2 separate regions of the Mus musculus genome follow, and region 2 is linked to region 1. The links are chromatin contacts, called in public HiChIP or PLAC-seq maps. All regions are on one chromosome and are shown on one strand. Each heading gives the region's core, a stretch centred on a gene start, on an enhancer-like site or on the middle of the called end of the contact. The rest is flanking DNA. Distances are from core to core; before and after follow the strand shown. Region 1 overlaps Stx1a (syntaxin 1A (brain)). Region 2 overlaps Baz1b (bromodomain adjacent to zinc finger domain, 1B).

Evidence for each region. HiChIP or PLAC-seq counts read pairs in DNA pulled down with a chosen protein or histone mark.
Region 2: a contact with region 1 is called in an H3K27ac HiChIP or PLAC-seq map of embryonic stem cells, with 5 read pairs. The contact joins two enhancer-like sites. A contact is called at or near these places in 4 of 39 promoter capture datasets (the C10 cell line, cranial neural crest, frontonasal cranial neural crest and 1 more), 1 of 484 Hi-C or Micro-C datasets (embryonic stem cells), 1 of 115 datasets of contacts at active chromatin or transcription factors (embryonic stem cells) and 3 of 9 other capture datasets (adipose tissue, liver and pancreatic islet).

The regions. Positions count from the first base shown.
Region 1 is chr5:135,040,912-135,044,000 of GRCm38.p6, reverse strand. It overlaps Stx1a (syntaxin 1A (brain)), which reads right to left. Exons shown (of 10, transcript NM_016801.4): 4 at 2,690-2,764; 5 at 1,997-2,070; 6 at 1,784-1,892; 7 at 1,335-1,408. Among named protein-coding and RNA genes, the nearest start is that of Stx1a, 19 kb to the right of the region's middle. Within about 2 kb of position 1,695, at least 41 of the 459 cell types and tissues checked have an H3K27ac peak or open chromatin away from gene starts, as enhancers often do. A contact at or near this core is called in embryonic stem cells, where this site is marked.
Region 2 is chr5:135,222,327-135,225,243 of GRCm38.p6, reverse strand. It overlaps Baz1b (bromodomain adjacent to zinc finger domain, 1B), which reads right to left. Exons shown (of 19, transcript NM_011714.2): 9 at 2,026-2,159. Among named protein-coding and RNA genes, the nearest start is that of Fzd9, 27 kb to the left of the region's middle. Within about 2 kb of position 1,298, at least 9 of the 459 cell types and tissues checked have an H3K27ac peak or open chromatin away from gene starts, as enhancers often do. A contact at or near this core is called in embryonic stem cells, where this site is marked.

The DNA.
Region 1 (3,089 bases), core at 446-2,945:
AACTTAACCACTGAGCCATCTCCATCTCTCCAGCCCTGGTTTTTTTTTTTTGGTTTTTGTTTTTTTGGGTTTTTTTTTTTTGGGGGGGGGTGTTTCTATTTACATTTATTTACTTATTTTGCTTTTTGCTTTTTGTTTTTGTTTTTTTTGGTTTTTTCGAGACAGGGTTTCTCTGTGTAGCCCTGGCTGTCCTGGAACTCACTTTGTAGACCAGGCTGGCCTGGAACTCAGAAATCCGCCTGCCTCTGCCTCCTGAGTGCTGGGATTAAAGGCGTGCTTCACCACCGCCTGGCAAAATAAATAAATCTTTTTTTTTTCAAAGATTTATTTATTATTATAAGTACACTGTAGCTGTCTTCAGACACACCAGAAGAGGGAGTCAGATCTTGTTACGGATGGTTGTGAGCCACCATGTGGTTGCTGGGATTTGAACTCTGGACCTTCAGAAGAGCAGTCGGGTGCTCTTACCCACTGAGCCATCTCACCAGCCCTAAATAAATCTTAAAAAGCAAAATAAGTAGCCGGGCGTGGTGGCTACTAACAAAACAAAAAACAAAACAAAAAAGATTTATTTATTTCTATTTTATGTGCATTGTGTTTTCCCTGTGTGTATTTCTGTGTGTCTATGTGTGTGTGTGTGTGTGTGTGTGTGTGTGTATATATATGTATATATATATATGTGTGTGTGTGTGTGTGTGTATATATGTGTGTGTGTGTGTGTGTGTGTGTGTGTATGAGTGTGTGCATATGGTGTGTGTGCATGTGTGTATATGCATGTGGTGTGTACGGGTGCAGGGTGCATGTGCTATGTGTGTGTGGTGTGAGTATAGACAACTTGCAGTTCTCTCTTCCACCATTTGAGTCCAACTCAGGTCTTTGGCCTGGCAGCAAGCTCCTTTATCTAATCTTAACCTGACACAACTCTTGAAATTTCACCCCTGTCACTGGCATTTATATGACCCTCAATCTGGTCCCCTCCCTTCATTTTCTTTCTTTTTTTTTTTTTTTTTTTTTTTCGAGACAGGGTTTCTCTGTGTAGCCCTGGCTGTCCTGGAACTCACTCTGTAGACCAGGCTGGCCTCGAACTCAGAGATCCACCTGCCTCTGCCTCCCAAGTGCTGGGATTAAAGGCATGCACCACCACTTCACCTGTGTGTATTTCACCTGTGTGAAGGCCTCCCTTCACTTTCGATTCAGGCTTTCTCTAAAATCAGCCTCGTTTCGCTGCAGTATCCAAACACAGCCCTGCTCCTGGGTTTGACCCACACACTGTGCTGTAGTGCGGAGGGATGTGGTTAATGAGTCCTGGTAAATGGGGAGGGGTTCACACTCACCCCAGAGGCAAAGATGGCAGGGTTCCCACTCTCCAGCATGTCTTCCAATTCCTCACTGGTCGTGGTCCGGCCGGCTGTGGGTGGGATCACACTAAGCTACGCCCTCTCCTGCGAGCTCAATAGGGTCTAGTTTCTGATCAAAGCACCACCCTCAACCACACCTCTAGCTATAAGCTCCGCCCCCATGCCGTTATTGATCCCCCCCCCCCCATTTCCAGCCACAGGCTTCATCAATGGCCTCACCCCCGCGCCCACCAGGCCATAAGCACACCACGAGGTCCTACCCAACCCCACTCTATCTAGCCCAAACCCCCATACCTAGACTCTTCATGGCACCACCCCTCCAACCCAAGTCACACCCCTAGCCACAGGCCACACCTACCACCATCTCCTGGCTCAAACCACAACCCCAGGCCCTCCCTTCCAGCCCGGACCCTGCCCCAGCTCACTGATCTCCAGCTGCCTCTGGATGCGCCCTTTGCAGCGTTCTCGGTAGTCTGACTGAGTGGCGTTGTACTCGGACATGACCTCCACAAACTTTCGGGACAGCGTGGAGTGCTGGCAGTCGGGGGCGGGGAGACAAGGGTACCGGTAGGTTAGGTAGTGGGCTCTACGGAAAACCCAGAGACTCAGGTGCCCGCCCACCCTCGCCATGGCTGCACCTGCGTCTTCCGGATCCTCAGGTCGGCTGATGAGCGGTTCAGACCTTCCTCCTGCTCGATGCTCTGCTCAATGCCTGGGGTGGGGAGGAGTGAGGAAAGGAGGCCGCTGAGCAGTTCCCTGCCTCCATGCATCGACCCCACCCATAAGTCAAGGATTCGGCTCCCCTCCCCAACCACAAGGGATGGGGGGTCACATGGAAGGCAAACTGTAATCAATAATGGACGCAGGACCAACAGCAGTCCTTCCAGCTGGGAGGTGTGTACAGCTGTGTACACTTCCGTGTGAGCACACACCCAACCCTGTGCACCCAAATGGGTGCTGTGCAGGGTCTGGCAGCTCAGGCCACTTTTGTGCAGGAAGGTGGGGAGGACCAGGTGTCTACCCCCGCTGTAGAACATGTCCCCTAAGCAGCCCTGGCCACTGGACATGCATGCATGTCTGTGAACAGAGACAAGCTATGGTCTATGCATGGATACTCTTCGGGTGGACATTTTTAATTTTAAAAAATATTTTTTAGTTTATTATTTCTATACAATTCTCATATAACCCAGGCTGTCCTCAAGCTATGTCGCCTCGGCTGTCCTGATCCTTATACCTCCATTTTGAACTGAATTCAGGACCTCACGTAGGCTAGGCAAGCGCTGTACCAATTGAGCCACATCCCCAGGTCCCCAGCCACCAGGGCGACTTACTCTTTAGCTTGGAGCGAACTTTGTTCGCTGTCTTCTTAATGTCCGACATGAGCTCCTCCAGTTCCTCCTTTGTCTCTATGAGGTGGGGGGTGGGGGGGTGGGAGGGGGATAGGAGAAGACATGGTGCCAGCTTCTAGCACTAGGAATGGGATGGAGGGCTCTGGGCAAATCCCAGCCTTGTGATCTCCCTCCTCCCCTAGGCGATGTCTTGGTCTACAGCTGCAATTCTAGGCCAAGGCCACCGGCAGCTACAGTCTCACCCTCTCTCCCACTGCCTTCCAAGAAGCCTCCCTCCTCCTCCGCTGCCTCTCCCTTCCCCTGTAGATAACAGATGGGGCTAAATTTAAGGCTGGTCGGCCCTCGCTGAGGACTGTTTACTTAACGGGTGCCGTGTGCCGGG
Region 2 (2,917 bases), core at 49-2,548, 180 kb before region 1:
GAAAAAAAAATCCTCAAATAGGCAGTGGTCATATATATATATACCTTTAATCCCTGAACTCAGGAAACAGAGAAAGGCAGATTTCTGAGTTTGAGGCCAACCTGGTCTACATAGTGAGTTCCAGGACAACCAGGGCTACACGGAGAAACTGTTTCAAAACACCCAAAAGAAAAAAAGGGGGTGGGGCAACAAAACAAAACAAATCTCCACTAGGATGCTCTAGATAAGCTTTTGAGAAGTCCTACATTCTATTGGAATCACTTCTAAATCTGAAGAGCCTGACTCTACAGTCAACTCTTCTCTAGTTCAACTGCATCAGATAGCACTAATATTATCTGTAAAGTATACCAAATCCAGAATGTGCTGCAAGGTAATATAATCTACACTTAAAATAACTTACCATAAAGAAGCCTTAAAGTTTTCAGATGTATAAAAGAAATGAGTGGTTTTATTATTAATAATGCTACATTAAGTTTGTTATTAGGAGTATCTTCAAAATCAAGCACTACTTTAAAACAAAAATAAAAAATACATTCCTAGAGAAATACAATTCTTGAGAAGCAGTCTTCATCAGGTTATTATAACCCAATGGTTCCAGAGGACCAGGGTTTAAATCCCAGAACCTATATGGCAGTTAAATCTGTAACTCTAGTTCCATAGAATCTGATGCCTCTACTGACTTTCGTTGGCACCAAATGCACACAGTGCAGACACACACACACACACACACACACACAAAATACCACATACTTTAAAAAAGACTTCAAAACCAGCCTAGGTTATATGAGATCCCAAGCAGGTGGTAGGCGGTCTCCCTGTTTTGTCCTTTTCAACAACTGGGCTCAAATATCACTCTGCTCCAGCCTTCCAAGGAACTATAACTATAGACGCATGCCACTGTGCCTCAGGCTCAGTCAATCCTTGCACCCACCCTACAGGTCTCACTACAGAGCCCAGGGTGGTCTCAAATTCACCACCTCCTGCCCACCCCAGGCTCCTAGTGCTGAGATTACTTGAGCAGTCCCTGACTTAAGATGAGATATGTCTATTTTTCTCCTTATTAGATTTGCAGTGAAATGACATTCAGGACCTTATCTGTCCTTTTTGCAGTCAAATCTCCAGCACATCTAAATTTTCTTTGCACAATACAAGGTATTTCAGAATTAATTTAAAAAGCAGAGAAAGAGGACAAATAACAGTTTCCTTGGTCTCCTACCTCAGTTTTAGGCTTGATGCCTCTACAGACATTAACAAGGTACAAAATCTGAAAGCTATTTCTGTAAAATCTACTACCCACAAGTATTCACTCCTCCTCTTCCCTCATTAAGCTAGGATCAGGGCTACCATGCTCTCTTCTCTCTGCATGCTCCTCTTCTCTCAGAAGCTGGGTGGTAATAAAGAAACCACAGCCGGGAAAGGGGACACAGGAAAGTCAGTCCTCCATGTGAATCCTAAACCACAGACAGTCCCTACTTAAACTATCTCAAAGCAAGGGTGGAAGTGCACACCTACAATCCTGGTACTCAAGAGACTGAGGCTGGAGGATTGACAGTTCTAGGCCAGCCTGAACTATAGCACAGCACTGCTTCAAACACATAAAAATATTTCATCTTTACAAAGAGGAAGGTCAAAACACACTCAAAAGAAACAGTCCTTAAATCTTTTTCCTAATAGCACCCTGCAGTTCTGTTTCCTGAGCTAGGGTGTGGCCACAGCTCGTAGGCAGCCACACACTCACTAAGGAAAACAGTACTCCAGTGTTTTGTGCTGGGCTGCTACACAGCTCAGACTTGTTCAATGCATTCTGGACATGACCACTTCCCGCCTGGAGCAGACACCATACTCAAAGCAGTGGTTCTCAACCTGCCTAATGCTGCAACTTTAATATAGGTCCTCATGTTGTTGTGACCTCAACCTAGCCTGATTATCAACTCCTAAGAAAAGGTCTCCCCCACCCCCCACTCCTCCACCCATGGTTAGGGATCACTGCTTTATGTCAACAACCTCTGCAGCAGATATACTTACTTCGAGGACAGTAGTCATCATCAGGTAAATTGCTGTGGTCTTTGCGGTGATGCTTAAACCGGTAGTCAATGCTATTATGGACCCAGCCCTTTTCAATGAATAATCCTGGGACTTCGTTTGAGAAGAGCCAGTATCTACAAAGCACAACAAGGATTAATTAGTAACACCCATGATAAGTGCAACAGTGGACAGAGAGACGGCTGGATCACTTTACTGCTAACAAGCAGGAGTAGCACTGGTCACAGCTGACAGTGCCTTCCTCACAATTTGACATAGAAGAGTTGTAAGGAAAGACAGGGTAACAAAGATGCCTTGACATCTGGAATTCATCTAATGTCTGTGTCACTTCTGTAATGTCTATTCTGTCTCATTAGGTTCCACACAAGGAATGAATTTAAAATACCTTACCTAAAAAACAAAAAAATTATTTTAAGTCTGTCATGTTTTGCCTTCATGTATACATGCATGACTGAGTTCAGAGAGGTTTTCAGAATCCTGGAACTAGAGTTACAAATGGTTTTAGTCCCCATGTGGGTGCTTAGACCCAATTCCAAGAACAGTAAATGCAAGAACAGTAAGTGGTCTTAAATCACTGAACCATCTCTTCTAAAATACTGAACCATTAAAAAAAAAAAAAAATTTTGGATTATAGTTCATCTGTCTGTATTATTTAAATTTTCTATCAATGATACCCTTGGGGACAAGAGGAGACTTTTGTTTTTTTTTTTTATTTGAGACAGGGTTTCTCTGTGTAGCCCTGGCTGTCCTGGAACTCACTTTGTAGACCAGGCTGGCCTCAAACTCAGAAATCCACCTGCCTCTGCCTCCCAAGTACTGGGATCAAAGGCATGCGCCACCACCGCCTGGCTGAGACTTTTTCTTAATCATAGGA